Regions from separate parts of the Callithrix jacchus genome. Here region 1 is linked to region 2. A link is a contact called in public Hi-C data. All regions are on one chromosome and are shown on one strand. Each heading gives the region's core, a stretch centred on a gene start, on an enhancer-like site or on the middle of the called end of the contact. The rest is flanking DNA. Distances are from core to core; before and after follow the strand shown.

Region 1 (4,855 bases), core at 1,310-3,809, 300 kb before region 2:
TTTGGGATTCTCTTTTTGTCCCCTAGATGGCAGCAACATTCTTTAGTGCCTAACCGGTAAATTGTTCTGTTGCTCAGCAAACCTCTGGAGAACCTGCAAGTCCCGCCTAAACGGCTCTCAAATTGACATTGTACCTTTACCGTGCTATTTACGTGACTGCCTAGCTTTGTGAGTCTACTATTTATGAATGAGAATAAATGGTTTTCTCTGTTGTCTGGAAAAATAATGGTTTTGTATATACAGGACTGTTGGTTTCTCAGAATTGGCATGATTGACATTTCGGGCTGCATAACTCCTTGTGGTAGGGGCGGTGCACTGACGGATGTTTAGCAGTATCCCTGGCTTTTAGATTCTAGTGGTACTTCTCCCCTCCCCACCTCAGTCATGACAACCAAAAAGGTCTCCAGATATTGCCAAATATTTCCTGGGGTGCAAAATCGGCCCTGGTTGAGAAACACTGAATTAGGTTGTTTTACTTATCTCCAGAGATTGGCATCATTTCATTTTGTAGGGATGGTTAAATTAAAGCACATTTAATTATACTTTTTTTCTTTTTTCTTTTTTTTTGAGGTGGAGTCCTGCTCTGTCACTCAAGCTGGAGTATAGTGGTACGATCTTGGCTCACTGCAACCTCCACCTCCTGGGTTCAAGCAATTCTCCTGCCTCAGACTCCTGAGTAGCTGGGATTACAGGTGCCCACTACCACGCCCGGCTAATTTTTGTATTTTTTAGTAGAGATGGGGTTTTGCCATGTTGGCCAGGCTGATCTCAAACTCCTGACCTTCAAGTGATCTGCCCACCTTGGCCTCCGTACTTATAATTTAAATATATTCTACTTTTTGTTTGTTTGCTTGGGGGATATTTTTTCTGGAGGAGAAAGAAATGAAACTAAAAAGACAATTAAAACTACATGAAAAGACATTGCAGACCTTACCTCCAAGTGAGAAGATTGAGGTTTTCAAACTATAGCTTCCTATTTAATAGCCACACACATAGGTTTTTGTTACTTTTTATTCCTTTTGATTTTAACTAGTCTGGCTGAATATGAATGATGGGAAGGAGAAAAGCAAAAGGGGGTTATACTTGAAAATTGTTTTAATTGATGAAAAAGGCTTAAAGAATTATGGAAGGATTGTGGAGGTCACTTGGTCCAACTTGGGAGCCTTAAATCTGGAGTACGGTAGTCAGGGTATAAATACAGTGAGTGGGAGCAAGGGCAGTATCATCACAGGTGCCTCTATGGCCTCTCCTTGGCGAGCAAGGCGAAGGCAATTTAAAAGCAGAGAGAGAGATCTGGTTTTCTGCAAAACAAAACCAAAGCCAGTCCTGTCTCCACCCAATCTTCCATTGTAAATTCTGAGAAGGGAGCACCAGGCCTGGAGGATGCTATCAGAACAGGATTCCTGAGGAAATAGATGCACCCGAGATGGTGATGGGGCCCAGGTTTAATAACCAACACTCCACCTTCTATTAAATAGGAACTTTCTTCTCATTTGTTCCAAAAAACCCCCACACTCAGCATTCCCGTGGGTAGAGAAGGAAACAGATGTGAGACCAGACCCAGATCTGAACAAATTTGCTGGGTGAGTTCACTGATTCTTCCTTCTTTGGGAAGTTTTAGAGAAAGGAGGTAATTTCTGGAAACTAAGTCAGTCTTGGAGGTGTATGCACAGAACATCTGTGGTGAAGGGACCATGATGGTCTATGAAGGGTCCATCAGCTATGAAGGGACCATGTTCCTAACTTTAGAATAGATATGATTTCCAAAATGAAGGAATGTTTTTTTTCTGGTGAGGAAAGACAGAGGGCAGAAACTGAGGTCCAAATAGAATGGTTTGAGCTGTCTTCATCTGAACCTAAACAGTTATGATGGAGTCTCAAGAGGAGCCACATGGTATGAAAGGGTTTAATACTGAGTGAGCCTGGGGGAGTGACAGTAATCAAAGGATGGAAAGAAAGCACAGCTCAGATGCACAAGATGTGTCTGTTCCTTGAGGGCACTGTTGCATTTCTCTTGAATTTTTCTACACTGCTGGGTTAAGCTCTGTCAAGAATCTCTGTCCCATTGGGAAATGAGATATTTTCTACGATTCGTTTTTTCCCCTAATGATTCCCATTGAGTTAAGGGCTGACACCTCAACAAGCAGCTCAACAGTCTCAGAGAGAGAGATCCCTTAGAGAGCTGAGCCCCGGGGAGAGAGATCCCTTAGAGAGCTGAGCCCCAGGGAGAGACACTTGTGAGGAGCTCTCTCTGCATTGACTTGGCTCTGTGGCCTCTGTCCAAGATGCTCAGATCTTGTCAAACACTGTCTCCTTTGCACTGCAGTGCATGTCACAACGCCCTATGGATGCAAAAGAGGTGACAACAAAAAAGGTTAACAGCAAACTGGGGATAGTGCCAGGAATGGAACTTGATTCCTTAATTCTTGTTCCAGAACCCAAGCAGCCTGGCTTTGCCAGGGCCAGCCTGACTGTTCATAGAGCTGTCATTTGGTTTTTGGTCATTTATATACCATTTGCTAGCTGTTCATAATTTCAGTGCAATTTTGCTCAGAACATGGGAAACAAAGACAGCAAAACAAGGGGCTCTTATGTTTTTCCCTGCTGTCGTCAGTGGATGAAGTTGACTGGGCAAGAGTACGAGCTTTTTCTTGCTACACTTGATGGAGTTTCTTTTTTAAAAAAATGAACATTTTTAAAGAGAAAATGTCAGTGTGCGGAGTAAATGCAGATTGCCCTGTTAAATATTTAAAACATAGCATTTATCCATCAATTTTGGTAGGGTTAGAGTCAGTAGATTAATCATTTATCAACAAAGATTTAAATAGATGCAAATCATTCGTTACTGTCAGAGCTACTCCTAACTCCCACTGAGGCTTTGTGTCAAGTAGAAAAGGAGGGTTCTCTGGGCAGAAACAGCTCGGTACCAGGCCACATGACTTCAGTCCCTAACTCTCATTCATGTGCCTTTATGCAGTGTACAAACAGTGCAGCTGTATATGACTATACATTGAGGGAGAGAGTGGGCCATACATTATGCCATTAGATGGAAGTTTTCCTAAAAAATTAGGTCTTGAGCAGAACTTAAACAAAAAGACCCTCCTTTTTGGGTATGGCACATAGAAGGAAGCAAGTTGCTTATTCTAAGGGAAAAAACTACAGAGGCTTGCTGGGGTTTCGCCCCTAAATTCTTTACCCCCACAGCTGGGATAATAACAGTTTCCTCTGGGCTGTAGGAGCAATCCTGGCTGTAAGGAGAAGGAAAAGAAGGACCTGAGGACTCAGTATTCAATGAATCTCATCTTTCAGCTTCATGATGTTACCTTGTGTCCATCTAAGCACATCTTGGTTTTTTGTTTCCTGCCCTATCTTCAGAGTTCTCTTAGTGGTGGAATTTGTGCCTGTTTTTTTACCCCTTATTTTCCCTTTTCCTTCAGATTCTACCTGAACCTATGACTGGGACCCTATGACCATTTGCTATCTCCTCCTGATGCCACATGCCTTTCTGACTCCCTGGAAGCCTTTATGCCTCTAGGAAACTACCACAGGGAATTCTGACACTGGCCTCACCTGTTAGAGTGACTGCCTGGATCAAGGGCTCATTTTAGACCTAAAAATCCTATTCATATTTCCTACCTTTTACTCCTTGAATCTATTTCCTGGTTTTGGATTAATCTTTAGAAGCAGGATTCTTAAAAATGAATGCTTATTAGAATTGCCTAGGGAGCTTTATAGAACTGGGTGCCCAGATGCACTACTGTCCACTGAAATTAGAATGTATGGGAGGCACAGGCACCTGTATCTTTAAACCTTCGCAAGTTATTTCAACAGGCAAGCATGGTTAAGACACCGTTTAGAATCACATCCCCACATTTGTGTACTCTCTTTACTCGTTTGTTTGTTTTCTTTATCTCTCCTTCATTTCTGAAGTTTGCTTTTGATTAGGCAGCTTTTTTTTTGTTTCCACGTTGAGACTCATGAGGCCTTCACTTAGCCTCACGAGTCTGATTGCATTGATTTTTCCTGGGACAGCCTGGCTCACCACCAGACAAGCTTAAATTATGATTATGTTTTGGAGCCAGAAGGCTGAGAGGACTATCTGAAGACCCGAAGTTAGCCTTTTGTGGTTTCTTTATCCTGTAATTCTAATAAATGCAATTCATCAACCTGCCTTGCACAGGAAAGAACATTCTTTGTAGGCAGACCTCAACTTATGAATGGGTTGTGTTCCAAAAATTGTTTGTGGTCAGTTGTTAGGGATATATAACTCGATTCCCAGAATAACAAAGTTACAAAGGGAAGTTTCAGGTCACAATAGTCTACTGAGTCTTTGAAAAGCTGAACTTTAGAACTAATACAGCCAAAAGCTCAAGTCACCCTCTGTTATTAGGCTGAACCATATCAAACTGACATTTTTGTATGTCACACATAGTTGAATATTGGCAGTTTTCTGTAGACTCAACCAATAGTTTTGGTTTAGATGGGGGAAAACATTGAAAGCACTAGATTAGAGTGTTTCAGAACAGTTCATGTTTATTAAGATTCTAAGAGGACTCTAAAGGACTACCCTCTTTTTTTAAAAAAATCCTTGCAGCCCCTTCAGTCTCTCTCCTTCTAGCCAGGTAAAATACAAGCAAAGAGAGCACAGACCTTCCGAGGGAGCAGGTATACAAATGAGGAGGGCTTTAGCAGGTGTGGACTTCTATTGATTCTGTTGGTGAATGGGGTGGGGCAGAGGAGTCTAGGTGAGCAGGAGGGAGATGAGGGCTCTCACGTCCGCAGCCTCCAGGTGAGCAGATGGTCCCACAGAAGCCTTTCAGGTATGTGTGGAAAATCCTGCCCTGCCCTTTCTTTG
Region 2 (4,578 bases), core at 1,760-4,259:
TAGCTTCTACCTGGAGTCAGAACTGTGCTTGACCATACAAAACCCAGAGTGAGTGACTGAAGTCACACAGCTGGTGGTAGTGGAGCCATGTAGGGATTCCAGGGAGTGGAATCCTAAGCACCTGGCCTCAACATTTAGCTGTAACAACAAGATAGTTTATACTTTTCTCATGTCAGGTTTGCATAAAATCCTGGTGCATTATGAACTACACAGGTAAAAAGATAAAAGGATTCCTTTCTCTCCTCTAAAGTACTCCTTTTTTTTTTTTATCTTGGTGAGGATTTACTCCTAAATCGTAGTTAAAAAGAAGAAGAGAGTTCATGTTCCAACATTCTTCCCAAGCAAGGCAACATCATATGCTAAGATTAGCTGCTTATCAGGGATTTAGTATTACTTTAATGTATGCATTCATTTAATAAACTCCTAGAATAATGTGTTAGAAGAGATAAATCTTCTCCATTAACTAATTACTTATTGTAAGAGGAGGATGGTGTATAGTATACTAATAAAAAGTATCCTCATATTGGATCAATTACCTCATATATTTAGGGCCATTAGAAAGGTAATTTTCAGTAATTTTCCTACTTTCACCCATGCATAGCATTATTCATGTCAGAAGAGGAAATAATCTCCTATTATTTAAAAATATTATCCTCTAATCATACCAGCTAATTAGCACTAATTTATAAAACACCAAACAGAAAAAAGTGATTAATATCATTGCTATATCACAGGCAGATATTTTATTTAAAATAACCAACATTTGGTAGGGAAGGGAGATAAAGCACATAAGAATAACTTATTTACAATTAAAAGTTTGGAGTTTACAATATTAAAATGCGGTAATATATTAATGAGTTCTGTATCATTAGAAAAAGTAAATGGCTTTTATAAATGCCACAATCTCTATTAGCAAACTGATTATTATTTTTCTGGTCTAAAACCAATGATTCTTCTCCAATTGCTAATTTAAGAAAAGTAGTTAATTTTTTTCTATTTCTCTCTCTCTCTTTTTTTTTAAATCAGAGTGTATTTACACAAAACAAAATAGTGTAGCCTATCACACATTTAGGTACATAGTTTAACCTGAATATTGAGGGTAACTGTGATAGAATGACAAGTATTTGTGCATCAAAACACATGGAAACATAGAAAAGAAACAGTAAAAATATGGTATAAAATATAAAACACAGTACACCTATACAGAGCACTTATCATGAATAAAGCTTGTGGACTGCAAGTTGCCCTGGATGAGTCAGTGAATAAGTGGTGGTGGATGTGAAGGGCTAGCACATTACTATATACTTTTATATGACTGATAGCACAGTAGGTTTGTTTATACCAGCATCACCATAAAGATGTGAGTAATGCATTGAGCTATGACAACATTCTGACAGCTATGATGTCACCAGGCAATAGGAAATTGCTCCATTATAATCTATGGGGCCACTGTTGTATATGCGGGCCACCATTGACCAAAATGCAGTTATGGCCATATAGCCTATTGGTTCTGTTTCTCTGGAGAACTCTGACTAGTACAAGCTCCCAAGTGAATTTTATGATCTAAAGTGAATCAGTTCTACCAGAATAAGTGCTAGATATTCCTACTAGGCATGTACTTCTTAGTTTGCTAAATACTGTGCTTCTAAGAGAATATAGTAACTCTTCTTGCAAAAGCATTTCTTACAGAGCTTTGCAGGACTTTTGATTTTTTTATTTTATGATTATTACTCTTTACTATTTGGTATTGACTTCTCTTTCTCTTCAAGGTTTAAATCTAATGGTATCTGCACCCTTACATTCAGGGAAGGAAAGAGACATCTATTAACTCCCTGAAATAGGTCATTCTTATTTGTAGGCTTCAGTCATAACTGACTTACTGCATCATCAAAATAACATCTGAGGTAGATAATGCCCCGAGGTTATGCCCTGCATTGTATCGGAGGACACTAAGGCTGAGAGAGATTTAAAAAGTTGTCCATGCCGGGCACGATGGCTCAAGCCTGTAATTCCAGCACTTTGGGAGGCCGAGGCGGGTGGATCACGAGGTCAAGAGATCGAGACCATCCTGGTCAACATGGTGAAACCCTGTCTCTACTAAAAACACAAAAAATTAGCTGGGTATGGTGGCACGTGCCTGTAATCCCAGCTACTCAGGAGGCTGAGGCAGGAGAATTGCCTGAATCCAGGAGGTGGAGGTTGCGGTGAGCCGAGATCGCGCCATTGCACTCCAGCCTGGGTAACAGCAGTGAAACTCCGTCTCAAAAAAAAAAAAAAAAAAGTTGTCCAAACTGATAAGCCATTTTGATTCAAATTAGCCACACTCAAAAAAATCTAGACAACTTCCAAATCATGTTTTCTCCTGAGAATGAAAAGGAATTCACAAGAAATATTTGAATGCATCCTGTGGGCCACTCATTGAGCTGGCACTGTCCCTGCCTTCAAAGTGCTAATAGTCTCATGAGAACTACAATGATGCCCTGTACTTTCAAGCCACAGTGGCTAAAAAAAAAAACCCAATGGTATGACGAGAACAACTGGTCTTCAAAACAGGCTCTGGCAGTCTTCTAGCATAGACGTTGGTTAACAGCACTGAGCACAGACCTTGAAGTCAAGCCTTCTGCCTTCACATCTCTAACCATTAGCTTATTGCTTATTCACATAGCTTGTTTCCTCATCAGCAAAATGTAATAATAATGGAAATAATTATGTACTTTATACACGTTGTTGTGCAAATTATGTGAGATACTACTTACAAAGTGCTCGTGTGGTTTCTGGCACTTAATAGGCCTCTGGCAAAGTTTTGGAGGAGCTAAGAATGAGAATCCAGGAATGGAATATATCAAAGACCAGGACTTGTGTGTGAGGGCCCTGGACGCTATGAATAAAACAGAGTGTTCCCCCTTCCTTTTTTTTTTAAACAGCTGACAACTGCTAAAATGCTCACAGACTAAGCTGGGACTTTCAAAGATGATTATATATCACCAACAAGATTGTCCAGGTGCCTAAAAAGTTATGTGATGTTTTCTCTGATGAGGGAGTGCTTCGTTGTTAGCTTGCAGAACAGCTGTGATCTCTGTTTACAGGGCTCACCATTATTTGAGTGTCTGTGCTCTGCCTCATAGGCTATAAAATAAGCCAAGTCATTCTGTTTGCTCCTGGTAAAATATTACAAATTAAGTCAATAAATCCACTTCTCCCAACTGAAAATCTGCATGCACGCGCGTGCGCGCGCGCACACACACACACACACACACATGCACGCACACACAGGGCTCGGACATCACACAGTTATCTGATGCCCTCTCTTTCCGTACTCTCGGGTCTACAAGTTTCTCACAATCTGCAACTTGACTGAAATATTCCCAATTCTATATTCTTACATATGAAGAAGTAATACTGCATCTGTAAGCCACACGCTTGTTTCCTCCTGCTTACTCTATCTTTTCCCATATTGTTCTAGGAAGACCTTCTCAGTTGCAGAGAAAGTTAGATAAGTTTTATATGTTGCTTAAATATCTATCCAGACAATTACATCAAAAACTTTTAAGTGCTTCTCTTCTGTTCCCTATGTGGCTGCCTGCAGCATTTCTCAACTGAAAGCTCTCTTTCTAAACTTCCTTTAATTGTTAATAGGCATCTGCTGAGAAGACTTTCTTTGCTTTATGGCATGGTATGGGAGATTTCAGTGTCCCTCAGCTTCTTTGTGGCAGACTTGAGGAATGGTGAGAAATTAGACAACAGTCTGTTCAGCCCTGAACATACATCAGTAAGAGATCACTGTAGAAATGAGAGCTGACATTTGAAAAGCATCTCGTAATGTTACACTAACCAACCTTCCTAGGGCAGGAACTACATGGAGCAGCACACAATCCCCATCCGTGCAAATGTTTTGAATTTACTACTAGCCGAGAGCCCTGCTGCAGTTCTGTTATTAACTGCTCCACTAAGGCAAAAGGGTCGAGGAGAAGGTTGAACAGGGCTTTTCTAATTAGTGTCTGTGGTGCTAGTCGGCTGGCTGGCCTTGAAATGGGAACAAGGCAGGTCAGACGTTAACACTCAGAAAAAGAAATCAGAATTCTTTAACTCTCTTCTGTCTACACTAGCTTTAACTTCACTTCTCTACTTGTCTACTGCACTTCTCTCCTACTGTCATAGATCTACAACTGGGTAACCCTTCATACTACATGTTTATTTTCTTGGACTTTTTCAAGGCTTAATAAAACTCCAGCTTACTAGTCAACCAACATGGGAATTTTTCTGATTCTCCACAATGACTTCTAAAGGTCAAATGAGTAAGATTTAGTTTATCCAATTCCTTAGGCAAGATAGCAGGCCCCCAATTTCTAATAATGAAGGAAGCTCATTACTTTTTAACAACTGGCCTTGAAGACCTGGGTGGTTCCCTGAACTCCTTAAATTGACTGCAAAGATGAGTCACTGAAAACTCTTGTCATCTACTGTAATATGGGGACAGGGCTAACAGAGATCCTTGAAATTCCCAGATAATCCCCAAACTACCATTTTGCTACCAGCTTTAGCCTCTTAACTTAAATCTTCATTAGAACTGTCAACAAC

Evidence for each region. Hi-C and Micro-C count contacts between places; a contact is called where the count stands out from the background.
Region 1: a contact with region 2 is called in a Hi-C map of induced pluripotent stem cells, with 5 times the contacts expected there. The contact joins two enhancer-like sites. A contact is called at or near these places in 2 of 3 Hi-C or Micro-C datasets (induced pluripotent stem cells and skeletal muscle).

Annotation. Positions count from the first base shown.
Region 1 is chr2:152,397,450-152,402,304 of calJac240_pri, reverse strand. All of the region lies in intron 3 of LOC144581603 (a long non-coding RNA gene), which reads left to right. Among named protein-coding and RNA genes, the nearest start is that of ACTBL2, 26 kb to the left of the region's middle. Within about 2 kb of position 2,559, at least 2 of the 16 cell types and tissues checked have an H3K27ac peak or open chromatin away from gene starts, as enhancers often do.
Region 2 is chr2:152,101,077-152,105,654 of calJac240_pri, reverse strand. No RefSeq gene overlaps it. Among named protein-coding and RNA genes, the nearest start is that of ACTBL2, 320 kb to the left of the region's middle. Within about 2 kb of position 3,009, at least 2 of the 16 cell types and tissues checked have an H3K27ac peak or open chromatin away from gene starts, as enhancers often do.